Linked DNA regions of Pan troglodytes: region 1 is linked to region 2. A link is a contact called in public Hi-C data. All regions are on one chromosome and are shown on one strand. Each heading gives the region's core, a stretch centred on a gene start, on an enhancer-like site or on the middle of the called end of the contact. The rest is flanking DNA. Distances are from core to core; before and after follow the strand shown.

Region 1 (5,313 bases), core at 472-2,971, 260 kb after region 2:
GAAGCAGAGGATTGGGGGTGTAAGAAGGGCATTCAAGACAGAACAAATGTGAATGAAATCTGTTGTATGTCAGAACCAGAAGTCCAACAGCAATAGCCCTGTTTGTCTGGGAAAGAGTACTCAAGGAGAAAAAAATAGGAGATAAATTCAGAAATGTAGATTGAGGATAGACAGGAGGAGTTTGAACAGGTGGATAGGGAGGCATCCAGGAGTCTTAGGAGGTGAGGGGGAGGCGGTGATGCAATGAGAACTCTGGAGACAGTGAAGCGGGCCATGCCATCCAGGCAGAAGAGAGGCTTTACCCACAGCAAGGATGCTGACACTAACCAGCAGAAGTCAGGAGAGGAGAGAAGCAGAGAAGAGAGGACTGGACTCTGCCACTAGGACGCAGGCTCCATGAGCAGGGATTTTTTGTATTTATTTAATGCCATATCCTCAGTGTCAAAAAGAGTACCTGGAACATTTTAGATGCTCAATAAATATTTGTTGCATAACATCTATTTAAGATAATTAAATCTATTGTGCTTTGACGAGAGGTAAGGCAGTGAAACCCAGTCTCAGAGCCTATATGAGCCATTACTGAGAAAAGGGAAAATGGGCAGAGGATTGGAGGAGGGGAACTTGGCTTTGTGTAAGCATGGGTGGGACAGCTGGGTCCCCATGGATGGCCGATGCATTTGGGAGTCATGAGGCATAGGCTACTATAATGGGAGCTGTGACAGGTACATGTCGCCTCAGGAAAGAGGTGGAGGGTAGGGGATGGTTCTGGGGAGCGTGGGGAGAGGAGAAGCAGGAGGAATTAGGCAAAGGAAATAAGAGGGGCTTTTCCAGATAGGAAAACTCATTGGGGACAGCATCTCAGAATTGTTTTTTTAATTCAAAAAAAGAGGCCCACAAATAGGTTCAACAAAGCAGATGCAATAAGGAAGGGGGCAGAGATGAGGCCACTGAGCCAAGTGTTTAGGATGCTGGCAATGACCTTCAAGTGGTGGGTGACAGTGGACTGCAAGGGTGGGCAGAGATGGGCTCTGGAGAGCAGCCGGCAAAGAAGACAGGACCCTGCAATGCAGCCCAGGCCTCATGGAGGCCGATGCTTTGGAAAGGCCAAGTTCTTGGCTGCACTTTTCTAAGGAGAAAGGTAAGAGCCTCATGGGGATACTCCCTTGCTTTTTCTGCTTTTTGACATGGCCAAGACAGGAACAAGGCAGACATCCCTAGAACTCTGTCTCCTGTCCACGTCTGGGATCTGGGCTGCTCAAGGCAGGCTGCATCAACTTCCAGCTCCAGGAGTGGCCCTGCAGGTCCTGGAGCAACAGCCTGGCCCCTGCCCACGCCCCCTCCTCCCTGGCCGCAGGCCCTGGGCCTGGGCTGAGCAGATGGGCCCTGGCAACTCGGTGAATCGGAACTATGGGAAGCAGATGCACCCGCCATGGGTCCCCGGGCACAACTGGAACCTGCTGGGGGAGGGAATTTGCATAATAAGGATAATTTGGTACCAAAACTGTCCCCTGAAGTGAACTGCATGGATCTCGATACAGTTAACAAATTTCACTTCTTCTTTCCCATGTTTTGTCAAACCAACTAGTTGTGACGTTGAGTGTGTGAATTGTCCCAATGTTTCTGTTTCTCTGCCCATGAGTCAGCCCTGGCCTCTCTCTCTGCTTTGCTACCCCCCTGGGCCCGAGGAGGTGCCATGCACATGCATATGGGCCTCTCCTGAACAAGGCCACCCTAAGACCTCTCTCTGTGGTTGCGACCACATGTGATCCCAGGTTCCCAGAAGGCCTCAGTGGCTGCGGCCTCCTCTCCGCCACCGTCTCACGGTGCTGTTCCTCCCCAGGCACCTGCGCGAGCTTCCTCATTGTCATTCTCCCTCCAGCTTCCTGTGGGTAGAGGGTGGGCTGGGCCCCACAGTAAGGAGGGTGTGCAGTTTCAGGGTCCCTCAATTTGATTCCCCTTTCAGGGACCTCCTCCCTCTGGGCACTGCCCTGATCCCCACCCTCAGTGGGCACTGCCCCTTGCAAAATCCTCTGTAAATCCCCTCTGCCCACACCCACTTCCCACCTCTGTGAGCACCACGATTCCTTTTTTAAGTTGGTCTCTCATACCACCCCATGGGAGAACGGTTTTGTGTTTTCGTGCACTGATGGGGAATTAAAGCTGACAAGCATGGAGGCAGGGACCCCAAGAGCTGAGGGAAGCTGGTCAGCTGGTCTCCCAGGTCAGATCTCATCTTCAGGAAGGCATCCATCCTCAGTGAGATGTGACCCCAGATAATCCCCCAGCCTCCTCCCAACCTCCAAATCACACCCGATTCCCAGGTTTCCTCGCATCACAGGGCCCTGCTGGTCCTGGGAAGTCTTCCCGTGCTTGGCTGCCTGCTGAGTTCTTCTGGGACAAGGCAGAACTTATTGCACCTAATTTTTGGAGCTTTCTCAAGATCTGGTCTCTGAATTCCTCAAGCCCTCATGTCAGCCGTCTTAGGGCTCTCACCCCACAGTGTATGGGATGTCCACCTCCTCCATTGGACTGTGAGCCTGTGGAGGGCAGAGGCTGGTCTCACACATCCTGAGCCTCCAATAACAACAGAAAGAAGCTTCTGCTGGAGATTCCTTCCCAGAGCCCTGGACTCCCTGAGGTCTTATCTTGCCCCAGTCAATGACGTGGGCCTGAGGCCCATGGCTTTCCCTTTGAAGCTCTGGCCATCTTTCTACTTGCTCCACAGCCAACATCAACTGCCCCCCTCCCCTACTCCCAGAGAAAGGGCCAGACGCAATAGGGTGCTGACCCCTGGGCTTCCTGGGTGCTCCAGGAGGGTACTCTCCTCATCTTAGCATTGAGGCCCTTCTTTTGGACAAAGAACTCCTCCGGGGGACAGGCAGAGCCTCTGGCCCTGAGGTGAACTGGCTGAATCTAGAGAAGGGCCGTGGGGCAGGGAAGGCCGGAAGAGCCCCCTTTGGTCATGGAGGAGTTCAGCTGTGCAGCAGTCGGCGTGGGGGAGAGGGGATTTCCCTCAAGAAAGCTTCTGGGGCTTTTTATTTTCCAATGTAAACATGCTTTTAGTACTATGAATGTGTGTTTGTGTTAATGCTCATTCAAGTGCCGCCCTATATACATAGTTCTGTCCTGTCCCACCAGCGTTGACTAGGCCTGCCCTTGTCATCCCAGGACCAGGAGCCAGGGTCAGAGACTTGAGAATGTAAGGCCACCACCCTGGAGGAGCTGCGGGTGAAATGGGCAACCGTCAGGCAAGACTGTCCACAGACAAGCTCTGTGCTGCCGACACAGACACCCGGGACCCAAAGGTACACAGGACCCATGGGACCAAGTGCACCTCAGCTGAATCTTGAAAAAGAGAAGGCAGAGAGGGGACAAATTGAATTATACAAAATACTCAAAGCAAAGAAGGCAAGAAGAGTGGAAGACAAACACAAAACCAAACAAAAAGGCCCACACATAGAATAGAGAACAGTTACAAATGTAATCAACATGAATCCAAATGTACCCATAATCTCTTTAAACATCAATAGTCTGAGGACAGCAGTTGAAAGATAGAGTTTCAGTGGATCCAAAGATGTGACCCAACTAGATGTTGTCTATAAGAAATCCATTTTTCATGCCTGTAATCCCAGCACTTTGGGAGGCTGAGGCGGGTGGATCACGAGGTCAGGAGTTCAAGACCAGCCTGACCAACATGGTGAAACCCCGTCTCTACTAAAAATACAAAACTTAGCCAGACATGGTGGCAAGCGCCTGTAATCCCAGCTACTCAGGAGGCTGAGGCAGGAGAATCGCTTGAACCCGGGAGGTGGAGGTTGCAGTGAGCTGAGATCGCGCCACTGCACTCCAGCCTAGATGACAGAGTGGGACTCCGTCTCAAAAAAATAAAAAAAGGAAAAAATAAATCCATTTTAAGTATAAAGACACATAAGGATTAAAAGTAAAGAAATTAAGGAAAAAATACCATAGTTACACTATCAAAAGAAACCTGGAGTAGCTATACTGATTGATATCAGACACAGCAGAGTCACAGCAAGCAAAGGCATCAGGGTAAATGGGGGCATTCCATAATGACACGGGGGTCAATTTTCCAACAAGATGTAACAATCCTTAGCATGTGCATGCCTAACAACAGAGCACCAGCATACATGAGGCAAAAGTGGAGAGAACCGCACAGAAATCAATGAACCCACTCCTAGAGCTGGAGACTCCAACATTCCCCATCAGAAATGGACAGATCCAGCAGGCAGAAAATCAGTAAGGATGTAGTTGAACTGAAAGACAGGAGTTATTTGGGCAAAGAAAGGCAGCAGACAGTTTCAGGCAGAGGGGGCAGCGTGAATGCGGTACAGAGGCCTGGACAAGGAATAGTGCTGAAGGAAGGCCAGGCCGTGTGGCTGGGCTGGAGGAGTGTCCTGGGGGCTGGGGAGTGCCAGACGCCTGGAGAGAAGGGGTCCACCACTCAGCCAAAGAGGTGCCCTCTGAGGGTTGGGGAAGGCAGCAGGAGCTGAGCCCCTGTCCTGACCTTGAAGCTGCAGGGCTGTCATGAATGCATGGGCCCCCTGAGGAAGGGCGGAGAGGGGTGTGAGCACCAATTTCAGGTAGTGAAACTAAGGCCAAGGAAGCAGAGAGCCGTTTTCAAGGTCATAGGGAGTCACCCTCAAGCCACATTTCCTAAAGCCCATTATGCATAATGCAAAAAAGGAGAATGGGGCAAACGATTTGGGAAAAGCCACACACTCTTCCCTCTTTTGGAGATCCACAATGTGCCTTAGCATTTGAAATGCCCTGGGCAGAATAGAAGATGGTTTATTTAATCCAGCTTTCCACAAATATAGTTAAACTAAAAATGTCCCACCTCCCCTCTTCAACATTACCATTAATACGCATGTCACTGTAGGAAGGGAAACACTGTAGGAAATGGGGTCCTGGGGGAACACCGAGAGCCAGGGAGGGACCACAGCCAGCCTGTCCCTGGCTCTTCCCTGGCCTGGCCGTGTTCCTGACCTGATGCTCTCGGGTTGCTAATGTACCCAGCACTGCCGCTCCCTTCGTTCCCTGCGGTACCAGGCCCTGGATCATGGATGAAGGCACAGGCTCGGTTCACACGGTGACTTGGCCACAGTTACGCCATCCCAGGGTGGGCCAGAACCTGCTCCAAGGTCATCACGCAAGCTGTCTCCTGACTTCTGGAAATTACCCTTGCCCTGAGAGTGGAACTGGCTTGGTGGGAGCCTCTATCTGCTGCTGGGGGATTTCAGTGCTGAGGCTGCAAGGGAGGGAGGGGGTGCCTAAGGCCTTTCTCCCTAGAGC
Region 2 (5,465 bases), core at 2,452-4,951:
GTAGGCATGCCCAGTTACTAAATGGCATTTAGAGTTCAGGAACTCAAAATGTTAATGCAGTTTCTACTGCAGTTCCTAACTTATTATAACTTGAGACTAGTTTAGGAAATAGAAAGAATCCAAAATAGTCATTGGGTTCAACAAAAATTATTGAAGCTCAGTATAGCTAAACAATTATCTTTGTTTCTTCAACAAACATGTACTGTTGACCGGATCTGGGTAGTGTTCAGGAATTTTTTTAAAATGATGCAAATTCATCCCCACTTATAATCTGTGTCAAGCAGAAAGTTAAGGTAAGGATGAGATGAGAATCCTGCTTTTTCAGGCCTGGCACGGTGGCTCACACCTGTAGTCCTAGCACTTTGGGAAGCCGAGGCGGGTGGATCACCTGAGGTCAGGAGTTGGAGATCAGCCTGGCCAACATGGTGAAACCCCATCTCTACTAAAAAACACAAAAATTTGCCAGGCTTGGTGGTGAGCGCCTATAATCCCAGCTACTAGGGAGGCTGAGGCAGGAGAATCGCTTGAGCCTGGGAGGTGAAGGTTGCAGTGAGCCAAGATCGCGCCACTGCACTCCAGCCTGGGTGACAGAGGCCCTGTCTCAAAAATGAAAAAAAAAAAGAATCCTATTTTTCAAATCTGTTGTTTTTATCCTCTTCAATATAAGATCCATATTCTTTGCAAGGGCTCAGTGAACAAGTTTGAAGATAAGCTCAGTCCCTTTTAGTAACCATTTTACAGTCCCATATAATTTCAGTGCTTTGCAGTCATGAGTCATCAGTACAAGGAACATAATAATTGAATCATCTATAATGGCAGATCTCTGTCCTTTCCCAAGGATATGGAAAGAGTGTTGGGGTACTTTTTCTTTTGTAACGGACTCTATTGTAGATCATATATACATATATATATATGTATATATGTGTGTGTGTGTGTGTGTGTGTATATATATATATATACATCTTACATATATGGGAGAGAGCCCTGAGATCTAACATATATGCATCTCACCCTTGTATTTCCAAAGAATAAACAGGCTCAGCACAGGTGAGGTGCAGGCCCAGCTAACAGAGCAGCACAGCCCATGCCTTCTGAACCCAAACCCAGCACTTGCAGTCACCATTTGCTTGTTTTTCCAAACTAGGCAGCTGCCTATGAGGTACCATCCTCCACTAAATTATAATCTTTTATCTCAGGACGTTACAAAGTTTCATATTTACTGTGCTTTTTGACCTCAATGATTGCTCTGAGGAAGCATTTGCAAATAAAGAGGAATTGTCCAACATGGACCCCCAGGCAGCCCCTGGCACATGTCTCCCATGGAAAAGGGGGCTTCCCTGTCAGTCACTGGACTGTGTTGCAGCTTAACAAAAAAATTTACCACAACCCAGGTTAAAGAATAACTCTATGAATAGTAGTTCCTTAGATCAGCCCAATACTTCTGCCTTTTCAGACTACTTTCACACACTCCCTCATTTGTTTTTCAAATAGTGTGATGAGGCCAGAAATGAAGGTGCAAGTTCTATCCCCATTTTGCAGATGAGGAGGCTGAGGCCAGAGGAAATGGCATAAAGAGCCAAGATCACTCATTTCATGAGTGGTAAAAAGTCCAGAGAACTGGCCTCTTAATCCCCAGGGCAAGCTCTTGCCTTAACTCACATTAAACGTGGCTTCTGCCTTTGGCAAATAATGGGTTCTTGGAGCTTTGAGTTATACTGTTTCTACATTCCCTCCTAAATGGAAGAATTGAAGATCCCAAGAACACAGGAGGAAAGAATATACCCACCAGATGAAGAGAATAATCAATAAACCTGCAATTCCTAAAAAATATCTTGTGGCCACGACATCTTATGATATTCAGAAAAATGCAATCCAGTGACCAAAAGTCATTGCAAAATGATTCCAGTTTTATTTGCATTTGTCATTGAACAATAAAATCAGACAAACCCCAACTCACAATGGACTCCTGTCTTTTCCCCTCCAGCCACATCTGCCTCACAGTTCTCTGCAGTCCTTCCCTTCTCTCAGCCCTCTGGGCTGACCCTCCCTAAAGTCCAAGTCTGGAATTTACTACTCTTCCTCCCTCTCCCACTTTCTGCTCCCCTTGCCCACCCTAACTTCCATCCATCACCTGCTGCTCCTGTCACATGGGTCTGCACCTGCTGCATGCTGGGCACTGTGCCAGGCCTTTACTTGCATCACATCGCCCCCAGCACCCTCCAAGGGAGTGCAGCTACCCTGACTGATGGCCAATTATAGGTGAGGATGCCTGAGAAAACTTCAGTTGAGGTCTAAGTTCACACAGCTGGTCAGGGCAGCCCTGGAATTAAATGTGTCTGTCTCACACTCCCCTCCCTTATGTCGCATCCATGGTCTTTGTTCACTTGGGATCTTTAAACATTTAAATGTGCATTTTTAAAATTAAAAGTATTAGTGTGAAAGCTGTTGGGAGCTAAGTCAGCTTGATGTCTGCCTAGAACTGTATCTGATATAGAATGGCTCTAAATAAAAGACTATCACATTGATTTGAACCTGCACTTACGCCCCACCCTGTATAATTGCAGCCCACTGTGAGCTAATGAGGCTCTCCTGGCTGGGCTGGGAGTAATGCCAATGGTCCTTCCTATTCAGTTCAGTCACACTGAGGTCCAGTTCTACCACTTGCCAGCTTGGTTGGTGCCGGCCATGATACTTAGACTTTCTCTGTGTCAGTTTCTCCATCTATAAAATGGACATGATCATAGGACCTATGACACAAGATTGTTGTGAGAATTAAACAGTCAATTTACATCAAGCACTTAAAAGGGTGCCTGGAATATAGAACATACTCGATGACTATTAGTCGTGTTTACAGTGTAGAGTGAGAATTTCTATGCATGCCTAAATTTTATGCACATATACAATACATATATTCTTCGTATAACATGGTTTTCTCCACATTTTTCCCCTCATATTTAACTTATATACCATCTGTGCTCCCTTCCTCTGAGTTACTAAACGTCTTGATTTTCTTAAATTACTTAATTTCTATTTTATCATGTTTTGTTGAGAACCAATTCATTGTAGACTTGGGCAATAATATATTCAAATTTATCAATTAGTGAACAAAATCCTGGCTTATTTGGAACTAGGGAGTACAAAATAAGGTATTTAAAGGACTAGAAGCTGTGGAGCAAAGGCAAAAGTGAAGAATTCTTATTTTTAAGTGGGTCTCTGCTTCTCTCTACTTTCCTCAAATGGGGAGTGGAATTCTTTGAACATGCGACTAACCTGGAAATCCATTTCCCGGCTTGTATGTTTCAGTATCTTTAATAGCTTTGTTCCCTCCAGCTGAAAAATAATATCTCCTATCAGCAGTCTAAAGTGTTCCCCAGAGAGTATTCTCCTCTTAATATAAGGTCACTGTGTTGCACTTAAGATGGCAAAATTCCCCTTGTTATGGCCATACGTGCCAGGGTTAAATGGAATAGATTTAGAAGCAGTGTGGGTGAGGACTTTCGTTTTCAAATATTTGGCAGTTTATTATGCAACTGAATTCATTCTCAAGACTGAGCAGCTAATCAGTCTACTCTTTCATGAAATGTTATTATTAAATATGATGTAATCTAATAGCATTAAGACAATGTAACATATGATACCATTTAGCATCAATAACATGCATGCCACAGAGGCACAGAGGCTGTGCAATGTTTTTTATCAAGCCCTTCATGTGATTGACAGATGGCCTGCGTCCATCCCTCTGACTTCTTAACTGCTCTGATGGCAGGATATGACTTTAGAGGCATTTTAATTCTGCAGGTGTTTTCAAAGGCAGTGGAAAAAACCTTTCACACAGATGGAGGGGATTTCCTTTGTAACATGCATGGAAGCTTTAATGAATGGTTGGGGGAGAGACACACGCATGAATAACTTTGCCTCATTCTGGGTTACCTCTCTAACTTACAGCTGCACTTTTCCAACAAAATTCCAAAAAATCCTGCAGGGCACTGCCTAGAATTCAGCAGCTTCAGTTCACTCACCTAGGTCCCTCCAGCAAGCTTGACAATGTGGCTGTAAAACAGAGGCTCCTGAACTTAGCAGCACAGAAGAATCATCTGGAGAGCTGTCAAAAGTCCCAGTGCTCAGGCCACACCACTTACTAGTTACATTAAAATGTGGGGCTGGGCCAGGCACGGTGGCTCACGTTTGTAATCCCAGCACTTTGGGAGGCCGAGGCGGGTGGATCACGAGGTCAGGAGTTCAAGACCAGCCTGACCAACAGGGTGAAACCCCGACTCTACTAAAAATACAAAAGTTAGCTGGGCATGGTGGTGCACACCTGTAATAGCAGCTACTCAGGAGGCTGAGGCAGGAGAACCGCTTGAACCCAGGAGGCGGAAGTTGCAGTGAGCCGAGATTGTGCAACTGTACTCCAGCCTGGGCAACAGAGCGAGTTTCCATCTCAAAAAAAAAAAAAAAAATTGTGGGAGTGGGAGCCAGGCATTGGGACCTTTAAAGATGCCCCTGAGATGTCAGTGTGCAGCACCATTGGGAACCTCTGTCTTAGCATCTTTTCAGCAGTCTGTACTGGATAAACTTTGCAATCTCCATGTGCATGGCCCTTATTTTGTAAATGTTTTATTTCTTTAAATTACTGTATTTCAATCGAAATTAGTTTAGCATCTATTAAGTGCTAACAGTTTGCTAGCTGTTTTCATATTCATTGAATTCCTCTAATCCCCAGAGTGCCCCTAAGAGGTTAGTGTTGTCCTCTTCATGCTGCAGTTGACCGAGCTGAAGCCCAGAGAGCTTTCTTCACTGGAGTAAAACCTCACAGTTGGTTAAGGGGCAGAGTCAGGCTTGCCACAGAAGCCTGCTTCTCGATGCAGTGGGCTTCCCCCACTCTTTAGCTGCCTTATTTTCCTAGTCTCACAAAATCTGTTATTTTGTACTGTTTATTCTGCTGTTGCCATAGATGTAATTTCCCTTCACTTTGTTAGTCTCTGGGTGTCCTTGATTATATCACCTGCAAGCCAATAAGTCATCACCAACAGAGTCATAAATTACACAGCTGGAAGAGAATTAGGAGATTTATTAGTGCAATTCCCTGCCTGATATGTATTTTCCCCCTAACATTCTGATACTTGCACATAATCAATGTGGGAAGGACACCAAGAAATTGCAGTGTGAATCCTTCTCATTGTTTCCACTTCTCCCTCACCCAAGTCATTCCGGTTGGTATCACTACTCGGGGTCAGGCTGAGGCTAGAAGGCTCCAAAAGACTATGTCCAGTCCAGATCCCAGAGATGATATGGGGAACCGGGGTCTGAATCTTCCTCCCAACCCTTAAGCACACACCCCTTTCACTAACCTCTCTTCTGCCTGCCTTGTCACCTGATACTTTCAGGAGCAACTCCTATAAGCTCCAAATTTTGAAAATTACTCCTAAGATAAGTGGTTCCTGGAGAAGGCTTTGTTTGGCTTA

The links. A called contact is a pair of places that touch in the nucleus more often than the background predicts.
Region 1: a contact with region 2 is called in a Hi-C map of blood, with 6 times the contacts expected there. The contact joins two enhancer-like sites. A contact is called at or near these places in 2 of 7 Hi-C or Micro-C datasets (blood and stem cell-derived neural progenitor cells).

What each region holds. Positions count from the first base shown.
Region 1 is chr6:56,238,245-56,243,557 of NHGRI_mPanTro3-v2.0_pri, forward strand. No RefSeq gene overlaps it. Among named protein-coding and RNA genes, the nearest start is that of FIGNL1, 39 kb to the right of the region's middle. Within about 2 kb of position 1,722, at least 1 of the 24 cell types and tissues checked has an H3K27ac peak or open chromatin away from gene starts, as enhancers often do.
Region 2 is chr6:55,974,425-55,979,889 of NHGRI_mPanTro3-v2.0_pri, forward strand. All of the region lies in intron 7 of SPMIP7 (sperm microtubule inner protein 7), which reads left to right. Among named protein-coding and RNA genes, the nearest start is that of SPMIP7, 52 kb to the left of the region's middle. Within about 2 kb of position 3,702, at least 1 of the 24 cell types and tissues checked has an H3K27ac peak or open chromatin away from gene starts, as enhancers often do.